Regions from separate parts of the Mus musculus genome. Here all the other regions are linked to region 2. The links are chromatin contacts, called in public HiChIP or PLAC-seq and promoter capture Hi-C maps. All regions are on one chromosome and are shown on one strand. Each heading gives the region's core, a stretch centred on a gene start, on an enhancer-like site or on the middle of the called end of the contact. The rest is flanking DNA. Distances are from core to core; before and after follow the strand shown. Region 1 holds the start of Gdi2 (guanosine diphosphate (GDP) dissociation inhibitor 2). Region 2 holds the start of Akr1c12 (aldo-keto reductase family 1, member C12). Region 3 holds the start of Asb13 (ankyrin repeat and SOCS box-containing 13). Region 4 holds the start of 2810429I04Rik (RIKEN cDNA 2810429I04 gene). Region 5 holds the start of Tasor2 (transcription activation suppressor family member 2).

Evidence for each region. Promoter capture Hi-C pulls out the DNA fragments that hold promoters and counts their contacts. HiChIP or PLAC-seq counts read pairs in DNA pulled down with a chosen protein or histone mark.
Region 1: a contact with region 2 is called in an H3K27ac HiChIP or PLAC-seq map of extraembryonic endoderm stem cells, with 10 times the contacts expected there. The contact joins the promoter of Gdi2 here to the promoter of Akr1c12 in region 2. A contact is called at or near these places in 3 of 39 promoter capture datasets (cranial neural crest and liver) and 1 of 115 datasets of contacts at active chromatin or transcription factors (extraembryonic endoderm stem cells).
Region 3: a contact with region 2 is called in a promoter capture Hi-C map of liver, with 3 times the contacts expected there. The contact joins the promoter of Asb13 here to the promoter of Akr1c12 in region 2. A contact is called at or near these places in 11 of 39 promoter capture datasets (the 3T3-L1 cell line, 3T3-L1-derived adipocytes, the HPC-7 cell line and 6 more).
Region 4: a contact with region 2 is called in a promoter capture Hi-C map of hippocampal neurons, with 2.8 times the contacts expected there. The contact joins the promoter of 2810429I04Rik here to the promoter of Akr1c12 in region 2.
Region 5: a contact with region 2 is called in a promoter capture Hi-C map of the HPC-7 cell line. The contact joins the promoter of Tasor2 here to the promoter of Akr1c12 in region 2. A contact is called at or near these places in 7 of 39 promoter capture datasets (the 3T3-L1 cell line, 3T3-L1-derived adipocytes, the HPC-7 cell line and 3 more).

What each region holds. Positions count from the first base shown.
Region 1 is chr13:3,535,415-3,539,940 of GRCm38.p6, forward strand. Gdi2 (guanosine diphosphate (GDP) dissociation inhibitor 2) reads left to right here and starts at 2,661. Exons shown (of 11, transcript NM_008112.4): 1 at 2,661-2,929. The coding sequence starts at 2,885.
Region 2 is chr13:4,276,713-4,281,544 of GRCm38.p6, forward strand. Akr1c12 (aldo-keto reductase family 1, member C12) reads right to left here and starts at 2,687. Exons shown (of 9, transcript NM_013777.2): 1 at 2,561-2,687. The coding sequence starts at 2,644.
Region 3 is chr13:3,631,812-3,636,522 of GRCm38.p6, forward strand. Asb13 (ankyrin repeat and SOCS box-containing 13) reads left to right here and starts at 2,221. Exons shown (of 6, transcript NM_178283.4): 1 at 2,221-2,364. The coding sequence starts at 2,322.
Region 4 is chr13:3,475,841-3,480,239 of GRCm38.p6, forward strand. It overlaps 2810429I04Rik (RIKEN cDNA 2810429I04 gene), which reads left to right and starts at 2,392. Exons shown (of 7, transcript NR_045363.2): 1 at 2,392-2,512; 2 at 3,682-3,734; 3 at 4,069-4,161.
Region 5 is chr13:3,609,375-3,614,200 of GRCm38.p6, forward strand. Tasor2 (transcription activation suppressor family member 2) reads right to left here and starts at 1,734. Exons shown (of 20, transcript NM_134063.3): 1 at 1,416-1,734. It also overlaps the pseudogene Gm20277.

The DNA.
Region 1 (4,526 bases), core at 1,411-3,910, 740 kb before region 2:
TTGATTTCCTTTTCCATTGTGTTCATTACTATTGTAAGCATGTTTTTGACCTTGCATGCGTGGCTGTGCACGGAGGCCAGACGACAACTGTGAGGTTGACTCTCTTCTTTCCACCTTGTGGGTTCTGTGGAGCTAGGTTGTCAGGCTATTGTCACAAGCATTTTGACCACAGAGCCACCTTATCAGCTCACAGCTTCTTCATCCTAATTAAAAACAAGACGTATTTACACAGGGAATCTGAAAACAATTATTTGTTGTAGTGCTGGGGATGAAATGGGTATTCCAGCCAACCAGGCCAGGGCCTTGTGCATGCTAGGTAGTAATTGTTCTAGGTAACAGCCCTTCCATTTGTCAAGGTTGATGACTTTATTTCTTTTTTTTTTATTCCAAGTATGCCTTTATAAAAATCCTCTTTTCCATTGTGGCCACTGCTTTTCCAAGGCATTTGTTTAACCTATGTCCTCAACAAATTATACATAGTTTGGGTTTATGATTTTAGCAAATGAACTTTAGCTGGTGTCCAAGGAAGGAAAGACCTGGGCTTCTTGAATTGGAAAGAACTTTTGTAAAAATAATTATTGCTTCCCAAATTAAAAAAAAAATCAAGAAAAAGTATCTGTCAAGGCTCTTACATGGATTCATTCCTCTTAACTGTACTTTCCAGTTTGACTCTTAAAATTGTTATGATTTTAACCCAGCTAGCAAATGGGACCACTTAACTAATCCGATTTAGTAAAAGTTGGGGGTAAAGGAAAGACAAAAAAAGCTGGCTGAGATTACATATGGTATGTATATAGTATGTTAATGTAACTTGTTTTTTGTTTGTTTGTTTTTTCAAGACAGGGTTTCTCTGTGTAGCCTTGGCTGTCCTGGAACTCACTCTGTAGACCAGGCTGGCCTCAAACTCAGAAATCTGCCTGCTTCTGCCTCCCAAGTGTTGGGATTAAAGGCGTGCGCCACCACACCCAGCTTCTTAATGCAACTTTTATTCTCCTGTGTAACTGTCATCTGGGAGACTTACTGCTCCTTTCTGCCAATGTAGGCCTAGTCGCAGAAGCTTCCAGCCTCCATACAATCTAATGTAGCCCTAGAATGTTTTCAGCCTCTGAGACTTACTGCTGAATAAACTCACCCTTTCTAGTTCTTTCTGAACTCTGGCTGGATGGTTCAACTCAGCTGTTCTGGTTCAAACTCCTCTCCAAGCTGACTGATTCAATCTGGCTCCTCTCTGCTTCTTCCGAATTGCTCTGCTTGACCTTTAACTATAGCAATCTGTTTTGGTTTTTCGCCTCTTCTTTGACTCATTCTGTCTTTACTTGTGTCTAATTTGTCCTCTCTGCAACCTGTCCCTTTATAACTGTCACAGTAAAACTGCTTCCTCCTCCTCTTCTGTACTGCCTCTTAAATAGCTTCCCTTCCCTCTCTCTTTTGAGAGCTGGGTATAACCTGGCAAACCTTTCTCTGATTCAGTCAAGCCACTCAATTAGACATCACTGTTAAACATGGGTGCTTCCTTCTAATAAACTAGTTTTACCTTTGGAATCAAAGGTGTGCACTTAGGGTGTGCCTGTATTCCAGCAAGATTAAAGGTGTGTGCTAAGGGCCGAGGCACAGCACAGCTAGTTCAAAGCCAGTGGAGCTTGATGTCCAAGGGGCCTGCAAATGTTGCTTTAATGGTCCTGAGGGTTACTGGAAGGTCTACTTTGCACCCTGACAATTCTGTTGTCCAAACAAAACAAAACAACTCTGAAATTAATTAGATTCAACAAAGTTTTAACAAGGATCAGGATCCAGAACCAGGCAGCACACCAAAGATGGTTCAGAAGCCCCACCTCTAGTGTGGTAATTGCATGTAGAGGCTGAAACACAGCAAACATACAAAATATAGTGCAATTCAGCATTTGCCTTTATAAGCACATTTTGGCAGCCTTCAGCCTGAGAGACTAGTTGAAGCCCAGTTGCTTGGGTACCAGGGTTATCAACTCTTAAATTTATAACCTGCTTTGCATCACAAGCTAGAATGCGGAGCATTATATAGGAAAGCCATTCTGGACCACATTTTACCTAAAGCATGGATACCAGTTTAGAACACATTTATTTGTTCGAACAGAACCATACAAGTTTAAAGCAGGGCACACAGAATCCTGAGGTCTTCCCAGCCCCGCGCGGGCAGGGGCAGGGGCAGGGCCAGGAGCCAAGCTGCAGAGGCAACGAGGCTGCCAACCTTCGGAGAGGCTGGCGTCCTCACGACTTGGCCCCGCTCGGCCAGGGCGATGCACGTACACCTCTCAAAGTCCCAAGGGCGGAGCTTGGGCTCCGTGGCCCGAAGCCTAAACAACCGTGCTCCATCTCACACCTTGGCGCGAGAGTCAGGCACGTGGTAGCCCAGCTGCAGTTTCCGCCTTGTTCCTCCTATTCAACTAGACCCTCAGCTTCGCATGTCGCCGCCCATACCACAGGAGCACAAGACGGGTGAAATTTAAAAAAAAAAAAAAAAAAAAAGCGCAAAACCGGAAGCCAAGATGGCAGCAGTCCGCCCTTCTCTCGCGAGAGGGGAACGAGGGGGGGAGAGGTGGGGTTAAGGAAATTCACCAATGAGAGAGCAGGATCCCCTTGACTGACGGCGCCGTCGGCCTCTCGCACGCCCCGCCCCGGCGCCGGAGCTCGCTCTCCTCACCCCGCGCTCTCCCCGCCTCCCCTCCCTCCCCTCCCTGCTCTTCTCTTCCCGTTGAGGTGGCGGCCGGCCTCTCCTCCTCCTCAGCTCCGTTTTTCCTCTCCTCGCTTTTTCCCTTTCCCCCCGACCCCCGGGGCCCAGAGCGGCCGGACTTCTCGCTCCCTTCTCTACGGCGGCCTCCGAGCCCCCGCGTGCGCTCCTTTCCCCGCCATGAATGAGGAATACGACGTGATCGTGCTGGGCACCGGCCTGACGGTGAGCTGCGGCGGGCTGCGGGGAGACGCGGCCGGCCGGCCTCCGCCGGGCCCGGGGGCGAGGGCGGGTCCCATCGGTGTGCACGAGCCTCGCCCGCGCCCGAACTGCCGGTGTCTGCGCCCCCTTGGGGGCCGTCCCCACTCGCCCGCGTTGAGTCTGGGATAGGGAGGTCGTGGCTTGTTGGGATGCAGTGATTTGAAGGCGTCGGTAGTGTGTTAGGGAAAACCAGGATGTGGAAGCCGGGACGTGTCCGTGGGAAGCCTGCCCATTGGGAAGTTGAGGGCAGAACCGCCCAGCAGCCGGAGAGAGACAGCCTCGTCCTCCTGCAGGAAGGAAGAGGACCGGGAAAACAGCTTGTGCTCCTTGCACTTCCCCTTTGGGTGAATGACCTCTCCCGCTTGGAAGCAGGCAAGCCCTGGACCGAGCGGGAGGGAGTCGCTGCTGGCGCCTGCACTTCCTATGTAAGTGGCGAGTAGCAGCAGCAGCAGCAGCAGCAGCAGCTTACTCAGCTAGTCTCAGGGCGCAGAAAGCCAAACAGAAGGATGATCGCTGATCGATAATTTGTCCTAGAGTTTGGCCAACTTAAGTTTCTAGAGAAAATCATGAAACGAGTTTCTTTAGGAAAAAAACAAACACCCTTTTTCTAATTGCTTCACTGCCCTCTCATCCACTCGCTTGAAATGGGAAATGAATTTTCTCAAAACTTGTCTGTTAAATACTTTTCACGTCCGGCCCGTGCTTCCCTTTTGTTTGGTTTATTGCGTGCCGCCACAGTTTCTTGAGAAGGGGGAGGCTAAGTTCTCTGTACTTGTTACACTTCTGGGAGGTTAGAAAATAAATGCGCAGTGTGAATGTACTGGTATGTAAATGTAAGGCGGTCCCTAATGCTCCAGTACGTTTTCGTCAGTATCTATCTGCTTAAATATGGGAAAAATATAGACAGGTTTTTATACTTTGTGCTTTCCCCCCGGCCCCCCACTGTGACAAAAGGGCTGATCTTTTGCAAAAAGGAGTTGGGAAGAGAACCGACCATTTTGAATATCAATTGCGGTGTGTGTGTGTGGGGGGGGTATTGAATGTGAAATTATGGGTAAATTACTTCATCTGGAACATTGATGTATGGATCCCATATGTCTATCCATCAAATGTCCAAGTCATTTAATAAGAGCCCCACGGCTTTCGACTTTGTTGAAATGCATTGGCATTTCTTTCTTTCTTTTTTTTTTTTTTCCTCGAGACAGGGTTTCTCTAAGTAGCCCTGGCTGTCCTGGAACTCACTTTGTAGACCAGGCTGGCCTCGAACTCAGAAATTCGCCTGTCTCTGCCTCCACCACCGCCCAGCTTGCATTGGCATTTCTTAGAATCAAATTAATATCTTTAAGATAAAATACTCGGAAATAACTGTTTTAGAGAAAACCTTCAAGATTTTTTATTCTACTTTTTTTCTTTTAATACTTTTAGGAAAAGCTTATTTTTCTCTTTGAAGTGATGAATGATTGCTAGAAGAGATTATTGAATTCTGACAAGTTCTCACCTTGTAGCTCTGGTTGTCCAGGAATGCAGAGCTCTGCCTATCCCTGCCTTCTGGGTGTTGGGA
Region 2 (4,832 bases), core at 1,437-3,936:
GCAAGACATTTGCATCCAAGAGCCTGTCTATACCCATGCAATCCTGGTTACTCACTAGCACTGATGGATGCTCACCCTGGCTTCAGTGGCCTGCTAGAAAGTCACACTAAATGTATGTAGTAGGATGACTAAGCAAACTGAACACAAGGAAGTCTTCTTGGGACAGGACAATTACACAGACACTCCTTCTACTCCCAGCTAAGACACTGTTACAAAAGGATGCAAATGCAAAGATCACAGATACCAAGCAAGGCCAGGTTAATAATAGGGACTTGGAGAGAAAGTACTGTCCTATGTTAGTCTTTCTACATATCCATTCTCTTTTTCTGAGAGATCTAAATACAAACAGGAAAAAGCATCTAATGTAAGAGTATATCCTTATTTAAAGTACCTTAACTACATCATGTTAGAGATTATTTATTTCGGGTATCAGCCTCTTCAATCAAAGATTATTTGTTTTAAAAAGAAATGGCTAGAATTAAATCTAAAATTATTGCCTTGACTGCCAGATTTGAGTAACAATATGACTGGGGTTTTGTTAAAGGTTTAGGGTGTGGACTGGGGAGATGTCTCACTCAGTAACACCCTTGCAGACAACTTTGGTATCTTAGTTTGGAACCCAGCTCTCTTGTAAAGCAGAGTATGGCATGCAGACCCAGTGCATGAGGAGGAAGCATCAAGGTGAGCCCTGCAGCTCACCCCTGAGCACTACAGACTCGGTGAGACACTGGGTTCACACAGATGAAGCAGGAGCATTGGAGGGCGGCTTTGACCTCTTACTTCCTCAGACGTTGTTCACAACACGCAAAGACACATACAATCATACAACACTTACAAAGGGTTGAAAAAGTAAATGAGAGTGGCTTTTTCATTGTCCTAAGAATCTCTACAGCTATCCTTTCACGATAAAAGACAGTGACTAAAATTCTGGCTTCTACCACCTTTTGTGGAAACCAGCCGTGCCTTATCCAAGAGTAAGGACACTGTGAGTTATCAAAGCTGAGGCTACAGTAGTGGCCTTGACCTATTCCTGATATTGTGCAACTTTGCAAAAGTAACAAATCCTGTGTATATCTCCAGATTTCTCTGGAGTCTAACAGGAAGGAGATGGACACATTTGAAGTCAAGGGAAGAGGTCCTTTGCCACACATTTAAAAGGTATCAGGAGGAATAGAAAACAAGAAAGGCCCTCCAGGTTCTCAAACAGTCCACTCGATGTTTTTTGTTCTGAGGACAACCATGTTCTAAATCCAAAATACACTAATGAATACCAATAACTCATATTTATCTTTACTAGGTCCTCCTTCTCCCCATCATAATGATGCACTATGAAATTCCAGAAAGTTTTCTACAGTTGAGAGTTATACATGGGAGATCTTACTTAGTTCTTGTAAACATCCACTGTGAGATGCTGATAGCTACCCTGAAACAAAACCAAAGTATTTGCAAATATTTGTTTCAGGCCTTAGTCTCCTACATTGGTTCCCAACCTTCCTAATGCTGCAACTCTTTAATTCATTGCCTCATGTTGTGGGGACCCATAAAATGATTTTGTTGCTACTTCATACTGTAATTGTGCTACTGTTATGCATCATAATGTAAATATCTGATGGCCAGGATATCTTATATGCAAACTTTTGGAAATCCAAAAGAGTTCCAACTCACAGATTGAGAACCACTGATCTACAGGAAGCCACCCTGAGTTACCATGTTCATTTCTGGCACCTTTCCTTTTTGGAATGAAAATTGGTGCTGTAGATTGTGGACATAAACATAAGTCCCCTCCCACACTGCAACCAAGACAGCTGTTGGGCAATCTGGTGACTTTATTCTCCTGTATCAATCTGTGAAGCATGGATACAGGAAAAGCATAGTGCCCAGAATTGTTAGGTGATGGGTCTGTCACTTTAAGCCTGGAGCTCACAGCCAAGTTCTCTCTTAGAGCTGATGGGCTTTGGATGGGAACAGTAAACTCACAAGCAGGCCTAGGCCAGAAAAGTAAATCCAAGAAAAAAAAACAAAACCAAAACCAAAAAAACAACAAAAAGGACACAGCCACATCCTGCCAAGCCCAGATTCCCTAGCTGACAGCAAGAATAACAGGGAAGATAAGCAAACATTTTCCCTGTCTCTGTAGTCACTGACTGAGTAATAGCAAGTATCCCAGTGCCACTGAGGCATGTACCCAAGAGCTTCAATATATGCTACACTATCAACTGCCACCAGGGAAAAATGTCTTTAGAGTTTAGCCTTTCCTATGTTCCCTATAAGCATGCCTCCCTATGGACTGACCAGGAACACGGATCTTTTTCCCAGAAAAAAAGCAAGCATGTTTATAGACCCCGTTCTTTTGCCTGAATCCTCATGCACCCTCCCATGGAACCAGCTCAGTCTCTTACCCATAGCCACCAATTACAGCTGTTACTGTAACCTCTATTTAATAAGAAAAGTCAACAAGTGGGGACACAATCAGACACCGATGCAGGGCAAATCTAACTATCTGCTCTCTTGTACATAGATTAGCTCTAGCCTGGAGATACTGAGAATTCTGTATTCTTACCTCCTTGGGTTTATAGGTGCCAAAGCCCAGGGCAGGAATTAAGTGGCCATCGTTTAGTTTGACATAGTGCTGTTTGGAGCTCATTGTCTCTCACTCCCCTGGCTAAGCACTTCCTGAGTCTTCTGTTGCCCTGAAGCGGAAGTGGGTAAACATTGTATATCAACTTCCTGTCAAATGGTTAGCAAGGGACATTCCCTTTCTGAAAGTTAGCCATGCCTACTCACTGGCTAATGTTTAACTATCTGCTATCCAGCTAATGATTAATCAGTGCTACTGTCTAGCTAATGGTTAACAGTACTGTTGTGTGCCTACTGTTTAAATACTACTATCGTCTCTCTAATGGACACCAACTCAAGGGAGGAGTCAGAAATTTAAAGCAGTATTCCACAAATAAGAACGCAAGCCACTCATTTTCATATGATGGATGAATTTCAAATAAAGTACTATATAATGATAAAGCATTTGTTTTCTGTGTTTTTTCTCTTGTTTATCTCATATATTATATATTATTAGAGAAGAGATTAATTGGATAATTTTGATACTGAAGACATTTATTTTCATTTGGCCAGTATGAAGCCTCTACTTGATCATGCATCACTGAAAATAATGATCTACTGCATACCATACAACATAATTAGCAAAGAAGCCACAATTGAGTTCTTAAAATGATAGGGACACACTCCCCTCACAATATTTCAACCCAAAAATTGCCCTATCTACAAGAAATATCAGGACAAAGATGAAAGAGGGACTAAGGGAATGGCCAAGGAATACCCGGTGCAACTTGAGACCTATCACATGGGCAAGCACCAATCCCTGACACTATTAACGATACTCTGTTATGCTTGCAGATAGGAAGCTAGCATAATTGACCTCTGAGAGGCTTAATCTAGCATCTGAGTGAGACAGATGCAGAGGCCCACAGACAAACATTGGATGGAGCTCAGGCACTCTTGTGATTATTTGTGTGGGGGAGAATTGAGCATCCTGAAGGGGGTAGAAATCCTATATTAAGATCAACAAGGCCAACTAATCTGGACCCTTGGGGGGCTCTCAGAGATTGAACTACCAACCAAAGAGTCTGGCTAGACCTATCCCCCTCCCCCCACATATGTAGTAGTTGTTCAGCTCCATCTTCATGTGGGTCCCCCCAATAACTAGAGCAAATCTATCCCTAAAGGTTTTTTGTGGAATCTGTCCCCCCAACTGGGTTACCTTCTCTCACTTCAGTAGGAAAGGATGCACCTAGCCTTGCAAAAACTTGATGTGCCTGGGTCGGGGGATATCCAGGATACATCCACCCTCTCAGAAGCGAAAGGGAGGGGAAAGGGACTTTGCAAAGGACTGAGGGTACTGTAGTGTGGTCCAGGGGCAGAGTCAGCAGTCAAGATGTAAAGTGAATATGTAAATTATTTACTGAAAAAGAAAAACCTCATGAACTGAATTTAGTCTTCTCAGAATTTTATTTAAAAAGTAATCAACAATTAAAGTTGAAAAGTTTAAACGTTTTGAAATTTCTCCCTGCAATTTTTTCCTGAATTTTTTTATTGTCACTGATAGAATTGTGACCCTGAAATACACAGTAAAGGGGACAGCACAGAATAGTGCTTAGTGGTTGAAAAACAAATGGCAGTTACTGGATTTTTTTTCCTGCACCATGACTTAAACATTTCTGACACATTCATTTCATAGACAAGTTTAATATATTTGCTTCAAATGTTACATATTTCTGTATGTATGCTGAGTGTATCAGAAAAATGTGTCTAATCACTTGGGGATATAGTAACCAGCAATTCATGTGAGATCCAGCTTTCTATATGAGTGCTGGGATACAAACCCTGGTCCCATGAATTCATAGCAACCACTCTTAACCACTGGACCATTTCTTCAGTCCCTGATTTTAGATAACCATAAATAAGATGCTAAAATGCAGATTAATATTTATAGCTTATGTCTTTGTTCAACACTCATTAAAGAACTAAATTGAATGAGATTTAGAGTGGGAGAATAAATTTAAAGTATTGGTGAAATAGTTTTTTTATTCCATTAAGCCTAGAATGCATAGATTTCCACTAAAGCAGAACATATGGGACAGGAATACATAATAATTTTTAATGTCAAGTTGTCATTTCATGTGCATTAAATAACAGGTCAGGCTGAAATTTGTAAAACTTCATTCTTTTTCAAAGAAACAATTAATGATGATTAATAACTTTTCTGTATGCTTTCCAATATTCTAGAATTAATATCTATCAACTTGGAGTCTGAAGAA
Region 3 (4,711 bases), core at 971-3,470, 650 kb before region 2:
ATATCCATATTTTGGTCCTTGATGAATATATTTTGGCTGTTGAAGAAAAAGGACTGTGGTAGTTTGAATATGCCTAGCCCAGGGAGTGGCACTATTTGGAGGTGTGGCCTTGGAGTAGGTGTGGCCTTGGAGTAGGCGTGTCACTGTGGGCTTGGGCTTTAGAACCCTCATCCTAGCTGCCTAGAAGCCAGTCTTCTACTGTTTGCCCTCAAAACAAAATGTTGAACTCTCAGCTCCTCTTGCACCATGCCTGCCTGGATACTGCCATGCTCCCACGTTGATGATAATGGACTGAACCTTTGAACCTGTAAGCCAGCCCCAATTAAATGTTGTCTTTAAGTTGCCTTGGTCATGGTGTCTGTTCTCAGCAGTAAAACCCTATGTAAGACAAGGACCTATTTTAGAGAATGTACTTTTGAATATGTAAACACTTTAAAAAAGGGGGTGGCTGCTCATGCCTTTGATCCCAGCACTCGGGAGGCAGAGGCAGGCGGATTTCTGAGTTTGAGGCCAGCCTGGTCTACAGAGTGAGTTCCAGGACAGCCAGGGCTACACAGAGAAACCCTGTCTCGAAAAACCAAAAAAAAAAAAAAAAAAAAAAAAAAAAGAAAAGAAAATGGAAAAAAAATGATTGCTTAGGAAACCTATAACAAACATTTATATAACACATGTACAATATACATGTATATATTCATATGTGTTCGATATAGCCTATATTCACATTTGCAGAATCCGTGTCAGGAAAGAAATGCTGAAGAAAATACAAACATGCAGACCTACCACACAGACAAGAAGGAATACCGAATCACAGAATCTCACTGCAAATGTGTGAAAATGAAGCCTATTTTTATCTGCCTAAAAACGTAGAAAACTTGCAAAGAAGCATGTGCAAGACCTGAGAGATGGCTCGGTCGTGGGCTTGCTGAGCCATCTGACAGGACCAGAGCTTGGATTCTCAGAGCTCAAGAAAAACTGGGCAATGTAAGCTGTCATTCATAATTCCAGCAGTCTTGCACCGTGATGGGAGGAGGAAGTGGACGGCTCTCTGAGAGCCCACAGGCCTGCCAGGTGCAGCGGTGAATAGGAGACCCCGTCTCAAACAAATCAGAAGGTCCTCAAGGACTAACACGGACTGTATCCTCTGACCTGCAAACACACATGTAGTCACATACACTCACATATACATCAAACAAAGCAAAACCAAAACAAATGCCCCTGCAAAACAAAACAAACAAAAACAAAACCACAAGAGCCAAAATTTGATAAACAAATGGCCAAATAGATACAGATCCTTTTACTAAAAGATTTGGAATTTTATTCCAAGGTTTATTCCAGAAGTTCGGGTTCCCAACAGATACCATTCAAGGTCTCCTAAACCTGTGGTCCAAGGTGCAGATGAAGTTTCCGGCCATCCAAGCATCCTTACCTCAAAGGATGACTTCTAGTGCTATTTCCAGTGATTCTGATGTTATCATGTTCAAGTCACGTTGTATTTCCTCCGTGAGCCTCTGTACTGGTCAAGATGAGAGTGTCTCCCAAGTATCTCACGTTTTTGGTTGACCTGGAACCCCCTGGGAAGACTGGTTTCTCCTTTCTGCTAGGTTGCTCATAGAGCTCCAACTCCTTCTGCTAAACTGGTTAGTGAAACACCTGATTAAAACCATTCACCAAGAAACGTGGTTTTCTTCAATGAATACCAGCTATTTGAAAGTTAAGATTTATTTTGAAAGAAAGAAAGAGAGGGAGGGAGAGAGGAAGGGAGGGAGAGAGAGAGAGAGAGAGAGAGAGAGAGAGAGAGAGAGGAAAGAAAGAAAGAAGTTAGGCATTTTGATCACCATCTTCAGTGAAAACGTTTTCTTCAAAGTTTCAGGCATGAAGAGACTGAATACTTTGCTCAGCGGGATCAGTGTAAACCACAGAAGGCCAGTTTTGGCAGCTAAACACTTTTTGCACATGGGCACGCGTTTGAGGAGCTAAACATTTTGCATACGAACGTATCTTTTAGCTAGGACACCGGGATTTAAGCTTTTCTGCCAAACACAGGAGTTGTTAATGGACGTATATTCACTGGTGTCAACACGGACACATATTTTGCACTCTTCTGATTTGCATGTCACCCTTCAGCAGTGACAGCGGAGTGGGGACGCTCAGGTGGCACGCGGCGGATACAGAAACTACAACTCCCAGCGGTGGCCATGGTAGCAATCAGGCCCCGCCCAGCGGCCTGCGCTCCGGGGTAGGTCTCGGTTTAGGTCCCGGCTCAGGTCCCAGAGCTCTGAGTCACAAGGCCGGTAGACAGGGGAGCCCAGCGGGCGAGCAGCATGGAGCCGCGCGCCGGGGACGGCTGCTTCCTGGGAGATGTGGGTACGTGTTTCGCGCCGCAACCGCCAAGGACACCACACCGGGGCTGGAGTCAGGACCAGGAGATCAGCACTTGGGGACAGAGCAAGCTCATGGGTGGCCTTTGTCCCAGAGATGGGCATCGCGCGCCGTTCCAAGTTGGTGGTCAGAGGCGTTGGGGTGGGGTGTAGTGATTCGAGTAGGGCCCGGACGATCCTGGTCATCTCAGACCGACGTTTAATGTCTGTCGCCCTGTTTCTAGCCGGTGCACTGTGCAGCTGGTCTTCTCTGTGATGCACCAGGTATGGGATTCAGAACCGCCAGTCTACCAGAGCACCGCACACTTTGGGGAGCATGCGGGGTCGTTGCCCAATTCACCCGCAGAGTCTGGAAAGTGTACACTGGTTGGCAGCCTCATCCGGAGCCTACTGCGGTCACTGCACCACGTTTGGTGCAGTGAATTGCTTGCGGGGCTTAAAGCATCCTACACATACCCTGTAGGTTGCAGCAGCTGCAACCAGGGAGTCTGCTCCAGAATGAGGTCATGGCCCAACACTGGGACATACCTGGTGCTGAAGAAGTGTCCTCTGTACCTTTGGGCTGTTTTAATCCATAAAATGAATTTGAAGGCAAAGGAGCATTCTTTGGAGAAGTACATTTTTTTTCTTGTTTACAAAATAATAATATGGTAAATAGAAAGGACAATGACATTGTGCTTCAATAGCTTGAAAATAAATAGAAGAAAGAAAGCCAAAATGTTCCTTTATGTGAGTTAAAAAAAAAGTAATGTAAGCCGGGCATGATGGCGCACGCCTTTAATCCCAGCACATGGGAGGCAGAGGCAGGAGGATTTCTGAGTTCGAGGACAGCCTGGTCTACAAAGTGTGTTCCAGGACAGCCAGGGCTACCCAGAGAAACTCTGTCTCAAAAACCAAAAAAAAAAAGTAATGTAAAGAAAATCGAGTTAATTTAGCTGCAATTTATTATGATTGTAATTACAATCATAACAAGGTAGATAGATCTTTTAATTGATTTCTTCAAAACAAACTCCTTCAGAACAATCAAAGCCTCTTTAATAAGCACCTGTTTTTCTTGGCACCCTTGGCTGGCACAAGACTTTGACCCTGATAGCGTGGTCACTATTTGATTCGTGTGACTAGGCAGTGGATGGCTAACCACAGAAGCCTACTAAGCATACATTTTTTTGTTCAGATAGGGGTTAGTCTGGCATCAGAGCCTGGCATGAGGGCTCTTACCTGTAATCCTAACCCTCAGAAAGTAGAGACAGTGGGGCTGTGAGTTCTAGGCCAACCTAGGCTATATGTCACAATATTTTCTCTAAATATTTTTTAAAAACACCACTCCCAAGTATATTTTCTGCATAGCTTGTGGAGAAATCTTTTTTTTTTTTTTCCTAGACGGGGTTTCTCTGTGTAGCCCTGGCTGTCCTGGAACTCACTCTGTAGACCAGGCTGGCCTCGAACTCATAAATTCGCCTGCCTCTGCCTCCCGAGTGCTGGGATTAAAGGCATGCGCCATCACTGCCCAATGAAAATCATATTCTTGATTAGCGGGTGTTAGGGTTCTTGGCTATTTTTGACACTGTAATTTAAAAAATTTAATATGTGTCCCCAAAAATGTGCCCTGCTGGTATTTGTATTTCTGGCTTAAACTGAAGGTGCTGGATCCAAAACAGTACCACTGTTCCAGTAAAAGTGGAACCCACCACAGGGAACTTTAACTGTAATATTCTGACTTCTAATATTATATTCCTGCTGAATGGTAACCAGAATATTTATGTATAGCACTTTTAGATTACTTTCATTTGCTTATGTAATTTTCTCTCGATTTCATGAGGTCTTTTTTTTTTTTTTTTTTTCCTCGAGACAGGGTTTCTCTGTGTAGCCCTGGCTGTCCTGGAACTCACTTTGTATACCAAGCTGGCCTCGAACTCAGAAATCCGCCTGCCTCTGCCTCTGCCTCCTGAGTGCTGGGATTAAAGGCCTGTGCCACCACACCTTGGCTTCATGAGGTCTTTGGAGAGAAAGGAAAGAAAAGATCTTCCATGTGTTATTAGGAACCCTCTGGCTTTACCATTTTTATCCCTGTGACATGTTCAGTCTTAGCAAGGATTCAGGATGCTTTTCAAGGCTTAGAATGAAACTTTGAATGGTTAGAATGAAAACGTGGGGCTGGTGAGATGGCTCATCGGTTAAGAGCACTGACTGCTCTTCCGAAGGTCCTGAGTTTGAATCCCAGCAACCACATGGTTGCTCACAACCATCTGTAATGAGATCTGACTCCCTCTTCTGGAGTGTCTGAAGACAGCTACAGTGTACTTACATATAATAAATAAATAAATCTTTAAAAA
Region 4 (4,399 bases), core at 1,142-3,641, 800 kb before region 2:
TCAACTTATGGCCAATATAGAGGAAAATATATTTTATACTTCAGTAAGGAAAATATCTGGCTGCCACCACTCAACTAGGTAAGACCACTTGTAGTGAGGAACATATCCTTTTCACTATGATAGAATAGTGTAGAGCAGTGTGCCTGACAGTTTCCTGCCCATGTAGAGCTGGAAACAATAGTGATATCGTTCTAAGGTCCTAAGTTTGAGAAGTGGTACATTGACCAGGGGCTACAGATATCCCATTACTAAATACATATCTTAGTCTTGTTTTTGAGTTAAGTATTTTATTTATTTATTTATTTATTTTGGTTTTTCAAGGCAGGGTTTCTCTGTATAGCCCTGGCTGTCCTGGAACTCATGCTGTAGACCAGGCTGGCTTCAAACTCAGAAATCCACCTGCCTCTGCCTCCCGAGTGCTGGGATTAAAGGCGTGCGCCACCACGCCCGGCTGAGTATATTTATTTTTTGCCTGTTGAGTTACCAACCTGTTAATTTATAAATACTTAAGTTACGAGGCCTTATTTAGTTGTAATAACAGAGTTATATATTTATTTTGGCTCATGGATAATATTTAAAAAATTATTGAGCCATTATTGCTAATAACAGAAGGCGTTTGTGAACCCCAGTTAGTAGGGTAATCACTGTATTAGAATTTAGCACGTTGGATGATATTCATACTTCTGACTTGATGTCATCAAAATGACTTCTTGAGTCACTGTCTCCTGTCCTAGAGTTCACTTATTTAGCAATTTGATTGTTCGGCTTCTCTGGAAATCCTGTTTCTACTTCATGAGAGCTGGGATTACAGGCTGCATTTATGTGGTTGTTACAGATCTGAGTTCAGTTGCTCACGGTTGTGTAGCAAATACTTGACCCACTAAGCCTTCCAGCCAGCCCTAATAACTGATGGCTTCAATATGTACAGAGATGAACCATCTCTGCTCTGAACTTTCATCTATTTAAACTTCTCCTTTAAAATGACTTTGTCCTCCATTTTATTATATCTCATGGCTGCAGCCAGAGTGAATTTCTAAAGTTACTTTTATTGTTTAGCCCTTTCATTGATTTCTTACCCAGTAGCAGAGTCAAAACAGGTCTCCAAACTTTGCAGGACCTTATTCTCCCACCCTCCTTTTGCCTCCCAAGCTTCCTTTGTCTGGATACACTGATCTTTGCAGCCTAAGTCACTCTCTGCTTCATGCTTCACAGTTGAATGACCTTCATTCTCCCACCCTCCCTTTGCCTCCTAAGCTTCCTTTGTCTGGATACACTGGTCCCTGCAGCCTACCTCACTCTCTGCTTCATGCTTCACAGTTCCTAGGATGTTCCCTGGCCTCCATTCTCTGCCCATGTACATGCTGCTCTGGTGTTTCCCTACCTAACAGAACTAATTATTCAGCCTGGATTATTACTTTCTTGACATGGTATAGCTATGCCCCTCAAGGATTATACCCTCAGATGGTAGCTCTGAAATTATCCTGCAGCTGTTGCCTCTCTCACCATACTAAACGTGTTTTGAACACAGGAAATCAGTGTGTTTGTCCATTGGCACAAAGGATGAGTTATAGTGAGTGATGGACAGGATGCATGCTATGACTAATTATTGGGTTACAATGAATTTTGTGAACTGTGTTGGAACATATGCATTTTTCAATCTCAAAAGCAAAGTTTTGTCAGTTTTCTTAGTGGAAATAACTGCTGTGTAGAGATAATTTGTCAAATAACATTCTCCCAGATCTTCAGTTTCTTCCTTTCTTTGTTTCTTCGCAGTGGTATTTCAGGTCATGACCTGCTGGTGGTGTGCCTAAGAGCTGTCTGTAACTCCTGAAACTAAGCCCTACCTATGTTTTCAGTTGTGGGTCCAGAGAAACATGTAGCTTTCTAGGGATAGACTGAAGTTGAATTTATGAAGGAGAGTGAGAAAGGGAGAATGAGAGCGATTTTATTTGAATATCTATCTCCTGTCTTTCTGGGAGAAAAACCTCAGGTTTGCAAAGCCAGTTTTGAAAAGAGTACTGATTATTTGTTTGCAAACTCTTTTCAAATGTCTAAGGTGGAGGAACGAAACTGTTGTACTTCGGGAGAGAAGTTGTTTGGCTTCCTGTTTGAGCATTCCAACAATAGACTATTGTAATAACAATGGAGTCTCAGATTGGATACCACAGAGGCCTCTTTTGCCAGCCTGCAATGTACCACCAAGGCTATGCCACCCGCAACTGGGCAGGAGGACCAGGACTGGGTCACCTTGCCCTCTGCCCTTGCAACCCTCTTGCATGGTGCCTACTAACTGTGAGCAGCTCACAGCCCGCTCAGGAGTAGGATGGGGGCTGGGCGTGCACTAGAGGGGCGTGGCGGAGGCGAGGAGTGGGGCGGAGCCATCCTGGAAGCGCGAATCTGGTACCGGGACTTGGGGAGCGAGGGATGCAACATGGTGCATCTGGGAGGCCTGCTAACTGGCTAACTTCTCCGGCGTTCCTCCCGGCCGAGGCGTGGGCACAGAATAGCGCAGGTGAGGCCCAGATATGGTGTCTCGATACGGCGCGGAAGGTAAGCGACCCCCGGGCCGGCGGGTCGGGGAATGGTGCTGACCTTGGAGGCCTCGGTCCGCCACGCCGCCCTTGAGCCTAAGGTCGCCGAACGACCGCCGCCCCCCACCCCTCCACTTCCGCCTCAGCATGGCCACCCTGACTCGACTACCTGCACTGCATGGTTCACCGACCTGTGAGCCCACGGATCTGGCTGTGAGCCCAGCCTTCGGCATCACAACTCATTCCTTCCTCCAGCGCCGGTGCATCTCGGGCCATTCATTCCCTGCGCCTTCCAGCATCTGCTCCTCCAGCTTTTGCAGATCATGGCAGGGGCGCCTGCCCAGCCCCCCCCCCCCCCCCCACCACCACCACCACCACCGGGATGCGGTTCTCCAGCTTCCTCTCGCTGCTCATCCCAGGTGCACCGGTTTCTGCCTCTGCCTTGTTCTCAGACATTCGGAGTCAGTATCCCAAGGCAATGTTTTCCTCGCTTCTTTTTCCTCGTTACTTTTCCTTTATATGCAGGGCACCTCTCCTCACGTGTAGGTGCTCTGTTCACACTTCTGAGTGCTGTTAAAATAGCAGTCCGGGTAGACAGAGAGGGGCACTTCTCTCAGTTTGGAAGCACTTTCTTCCTGGGGCTGGTTTGGAAAGCTCAGACCATCCTGTAAGAAGTTCCTTTATTGTTTACAAAACATGTCTAGGATTTTACTGCTTTCTTTCGACCAGGTATAATGTAGAATGGTATGTAGATAAAAATAGGGACACATAATATAAAGGATTTGTAACTTTTAAGGAGTATGTAATAACTCTTAGTTTTTGCCTGGAGAATGCGTGTTCCTCCTTTGCGTAGAATAAGACATACCTTAATCTAGTTCCTATGGAGTGCACATTAGCTCAGTTTAACGTTACCTCGATGGGCTTTCTAAATGTTTGAGTCTGTTATCTCACACTGACTGGGCTTTGCCCAGGGAAATACTGCTAGAATCTGCCCTTCCTGTGCGGCCTGTCCTGGACACTTGGAAGGTTACCTGAATGAAGCCCTCCATCCAAGAATTCAGTCTACTAGAGTGCACTCAGCTTACTGCTTAGCCTAGTTATTTGCCATTTTTCCTGAATTACTCTTGTTTTCTTTTTTTGTGTCTTTTAGGTCAGTATGTACCTCGTTTTGTATATTGTCTTGAAACTTTACTCCTTTGTATGGTAATTAATGCATATTTGTTCACTTTTTAAAAGGTGGGATTCACCTTAAAGATTAATTTCTATGATTCTCAGGTAGAAAAATACAAATTTTCAAAGCTAATGTGCTTAAATATGTAACTTCATTCCTTTCATCCCAATTGAAAACTAACATTCTAAATAGTGAGAAAAAACTTCTCAACAACCAATCACTGCTAATAAGTTCCAATGACGACATATACCTATAGAGTCAAACATACACCCTTCAATAGCTTTTGAAGTGGAAAGATCAAAGACTTAGATATGGGTTTGAATTATGTCTCTGCTGGTTGTATGACTTTGAGCTTTTCATTCATAGTTTGAAGACATCATTTTCCAGTTTTGGAGCCGACTAATGAACTAGTTCTTAAGTGAAAGGCATTTAACACGACTGTGCATCTACAGGTACTAGGTAAGTGTTTTCTGTGGCATACTCTTGTAGCTATGTACTAAATAGGGCCTGGTATGCTAGAGAGAAGAATACAATGAGAAGAAGACTAATCACGGGAAACCTTAGGTACCTGCTATCTACAAGTGAACAGATCCTGAAGGCTGGTATGATTCTTAGTGTTTTATTAGAATATAAAAGACTGTAAATCATAGTATAAACTGGGCTTGGTTAATCTCAGCACTAGGGGGCAGAGGCAGGA
Region 5 (4,826 bases), core at 484-2,983, 670 kb before region 2:
CTAAGGGGAATGAACATTAAAAAAATAAAATCATCCCAAGGCATTTAACAGTGTGTCTAGAATTATCATAAGAATTTAATTCTACAGTTATCATCACCTAAACCCTGCTTACAATAGCTGCAGGGGAAAAACACAGCTCTGTAAAGAAGAAAATCTTAAAAATGTCCACTGACAAGACACAAAGGATAAACATATCCAATAATATTTGTGCTAATCAGATATGCTACAGGTAACAAGTAGTATCAGGCAAGTTTCCTGGCAGTTTTCAAATTTCAATTTACTTAAATGTTTGAACCAGAGAGATGCCATTTATCTTTCTTATTTAAAAAAAAAAAAGTAGGAAACAAATTGGCAACACACTCAAACATCATCTTCTTTAAAACTAATTATTGACAAATATTCGTGTTTTTTTTTTTTCTAACTTGGGCTCGCTAGGTATTGATATACACTGGTAACACTGGAGCTACCCTTTACCAAACAATTTCCCAATACGGGAGGTATTCGCTTACACTATCAGGTATATGTGCTTTGTCCTAAACCTCTTCGGTAGGATTTCCAACAATCTCAGATTCTATACTATGACATATTCACCCCGCCTTCCTTTTGCTCTTCTAAGGGGAAACACTGTTGAGTCCTCAGGTTGTTTATTATAGAGATTTAGGAAAGACTTTCATTCGCTTCCCAGTTCTAAGTTTCCCTTCAGAAAGAATACAGGGGGGAGGAGCTTAACAAGAGGCGCGTCAAACTGGTAAACGGAGATTAAGGGAGACTCGAGATCTTCCGAAATAGCTCCAGTTTTGAAAGTTAAGCCACGGTTTCCTACCAAGTGCCGGTTGGTGCTCCCCTCTAACCAACCTCGGGGCCAGCGTACTGGCAGATCCCTTCACCGCTGCTGCAGCCGTCGGCTGCTGTCTTCCATATGGGCAGGCCCACTTATACGTAATAAAGAAGTTAAACCATGCCGTGCGTTGCCATAGATTCTACAGAACCCCGAACTCCGACCTGAGGGTTTCCCCAAAACCCCTCAGGGGGATGAGCTAGGCCAACCCCAGGCAAGGGAAAACTTCAGTGCAGAAGGATCCCATCCATCCCTTGGGGGGATGGAGCTGCTCTGTGACCGGTGTCACAAAACAAACCGCGCCGGGCTTTCCGCCTCGGAACGCAGACACCCATCCGGACGACCGCCACGGGCTCGGTGGAAACCCCGTCTAACCTTAGCTTCTGCAAGGCGGAGCTGAGCGGAGGAGCGGGGGTTGGGAGGGTCCCGCATCCCGGGCGACCGAGGCGTCTGCCCAGTGGCCCCCCGCGCCGCCCTGCCCGCCCACCAGTACGCGCCCCGCGAGCCAGCCACGCTCTTGCTTCCCCACGGGGGTCCTCGCCCCGGACGCCCCAACACCTGAGGGAAGGAGCGTTACCTGTCGCCGGCGCGGCCGCCTTCCCTGAAGAGACGAGCTCACCACTCGGTGTCCTCCTCATGCTTTTCCAGCCCGTCCCTTTCTCCTCCTGACCCCTCGCTCCGCCGCGTCTCCCGACCTCGCCTCACGAGCCCGGGTGTCCCGGGCGCGCGCTAGCCCCGGTCCCCTCACTCAGCCTCACAAGCGAGAAGCCGCTTCCGAAACAAGCCAGGCGCGGGGAAGGCGTCCGCTCTCCAGCCCCCGGGGAACCAGCGACCGGAAGTGAAACCTCGTGCGCACGGAGAAAGAGAGCAGGCTCCGAAGACAGAAAGTGAAAACTAAAGCGCCGTGCTCGCCTCGCCAAGGCCAATCACAAGGAGCACAGCGACGCGCAGGCGCGACCGCCGCCAGCATCCACGTTGCTCCTGCTTTTCCAGTAGGCGCAGGCGCAGGGGGGGGAGGGCAAAGCTAGCTCCGGATTGGACGACCCAGCCTTCCTTGGCTTCTCGCGAGATGTAGGCGGCGGGATCTAGAAGGCGTGCACAGGAAATGAGGCTCCTCAGTCGGAACCTCTTCTAGTGTATTGTGGGTTACTCATGGCCGCTTTTCTGGCTTTTTCTGTACCAGGTGCTGTAATGGGACAGGGCAAGATAGTACAGAGACGCTTCCATCTTGTCTCCTTGCTGAGGCCATTTTAGGTTTAACTAAAAATGATTTTCTTGATGAAAAATTACCCAGATGTTCTTGACTGGAAGCGAAGATGTCACAGCTAACTTACTTTCTGTCAAACTGCTTGCTGGTCTACACCTCCTCCTGCAGCTCCTGAGTGCGATCCAGGATGTAGTTTTGCCTTTAAAAGCCCCTTGGTGTAAGGAAGGTGTAAATGCTCAGGGCTACACTTCGTCCGAAAACCTGAGTATAGTCCTAGCTGGCAGGAGTAAAGACAGTTAACTAGCTATAAACTGAAGGTCATCTTCAGTGACTCTGGTGATGCTGGTTGATCTAACCCAAGTGCCACATCTCACTGCTGTTTGATTTTGCGGAATGTTAAATCCATACAAAACTTAAGTTCATTGTGGGAGTTCTCCAGACGAACTTGAAATTTATTATTTATATGAGTGTTGAGGTGACTATAAGTAACAATTCAAGTCTATCCTTTCTATAGATAAGAACCGCTGAGAGAAATTAAGCAGTACCAAGGACCTTGTGCCACGGTTGAAATTTTGTTACGATGAGATTTAGTCATTCAGTGGGCGAGTATACTTGTGGCTAGTTCCATATTAAAAACTGGGATTGGAGAGATGGCTCAGCAGTTAAAAGCACCGACTGTTCTTCTGAAGGTCCTGAGTTCAAACCCAGCAACCACATGGTGGCTCACAACCATCTGTAATGAGATCTGATGTCCTCTTCTGGTGCATCTGAAGACAGCTACAGTGTACTTAAAACATATAATAATAATAATAATAATAAGGGCTAGAGAGATGGCTCAGTGGTTAAGAGCACGACTGCTCTTCCGAAGGTCATAAGTTCAAATCCCAGCAACCACATGATGACAACCATCTGTAATGAGATCTGATGCCCTCTTTTGGGGTGTCTGAAGATAGCTACAGTGTACTTACATATAATAAATAAATCTTTTAAAAAATAATAATAGGGGTGGGTATGGGGGACTTTTGGGATATCATTGAAAATGTAAACAAGGAAAATACCTAATAAGAAAATAAATTAAAAAAAATAATAATTAACTAAAAATTATGGTCACCAGCAAGGTAAAGACAGACGCTACTCATATCTGAGTTCATTGTAAAGGTGAATTAAATTATAAGCTACCACAGTTATTTCAGGTAATAACATGGTGCGAAAATGAATGAAATGCTAGTAAATGAAGTTGGAGGTGGAAGACAAAAGGAAAAACACAAAACAGAAGGAAAACACCAAAGATTTAACAAAAAAATGGGATGTTTAAAAAGTCAAAATCCAAAGATGAAAGTGAACCTTGGAGGTGGAGCTTTATGAGCAGAATGGAAAACAAGTGGAAAGCACCCCATCTGTGAAAATGTGTTCAAGATTTCAGTAAGAACTGGCACAGGACTGTGGTTTCCTCGGCCGAGGAGGTGGTCGCAGTGGGCTCCCTACCTGTCTCTGCTACCGCGTGGCAGAAGCACTTTCCCTCAGGGCACCAATGAAAGCCTGAAGAAAAAATAATTGCTTCCTTTAAAGCCATGGCATATCAGTTGTACAGAAATACAACTTTGAGGAACAGTCTTCAAGAGAGCCTTGATGAGCTCATACAGTCTCAACATATCACCCCCCAGCTTGCCCTTCAAGTTCTACTTCAGTTTGATAAAGCTATAAATTCAGCATTGGCTCAGAGAGTCAGGAACAGAGTCAATTTTAGGGGCTCTCTAAATACATATAGAGATTCTGCCATAATGTTTGGACTTTTGTATTGAATGGTGTTGAATTCAGAGAGGTGACAGAACTTATTAAACTGGATAAAGTGAAAATTGTAACCTCTGATGGTAAAAATACTGGCTCCGATACTACCGAATGAGTAGAGAAATGTGGCTTTTTTATGCCACCTTCTGTTATTTTCATCGCTTTTTGAAGAGAAACATAGAAGAGTCTTTTTATTTATTCTCACGATACAGAAATGACAACACTGTGCTATATATACTACCCAAGAATCCCACAGAGAGAAGCATGTGACTCTGTTCTCTTAAATGACCTTTAGTACACAGCATAAAGAAATGTAACTTTTTTTAATGACAAATCAAAAGTGGTTGCCTTCATAAGAGTATTCTTCAAAGCTGGGCATGGTGGCGCAAGCCTTTAATCCCAGCACTCGGGAGGCCGAGGCAGGCGGATTTCTGAGTTCGAGACCAGCCTGGTCTATAAAGTGAGTGCCAGGACAGCCAGGGCTACACAGAGAAACCCTGTCTCGAAAAACCAAAAAAGAAAAAAAAAAAAAAAAAAGTATTCTTCAATAAACTCGTTTTAAAACTTAAAGAAAAAAAACTTCAATAAGAGTGCTCTGAAAGTGAAAAAAAGCAAAGAATATTCATAGTATCCAAGAGCTAAGAAGAGTCAGCAAAGTGCCTATCAGACAAGCATAAGGACCTGTGTTCTATCCCCATAACTAATGTAAGGTGGAAAGGTGGCCCAGTCTATAATGCCAGCACTGAGGAAGAGGGAGCAAACAATCCCTGTCTAGTCTACTTGTGAATCTAAGGCCAATGAGAGACCCTGTCTTAACAAATAATTTGGACAGGTCCTGAGAAATAACATCCAAGGTTGGCCTCTGATTTCTACACACATTACACATATGTACCCACAGACTTACAAACATGCACATCAACACATATCTCTCACATACACACTTACACACATTATAATACCCATTCTTAGTCATTGTTCTATTGATGTGAAGAG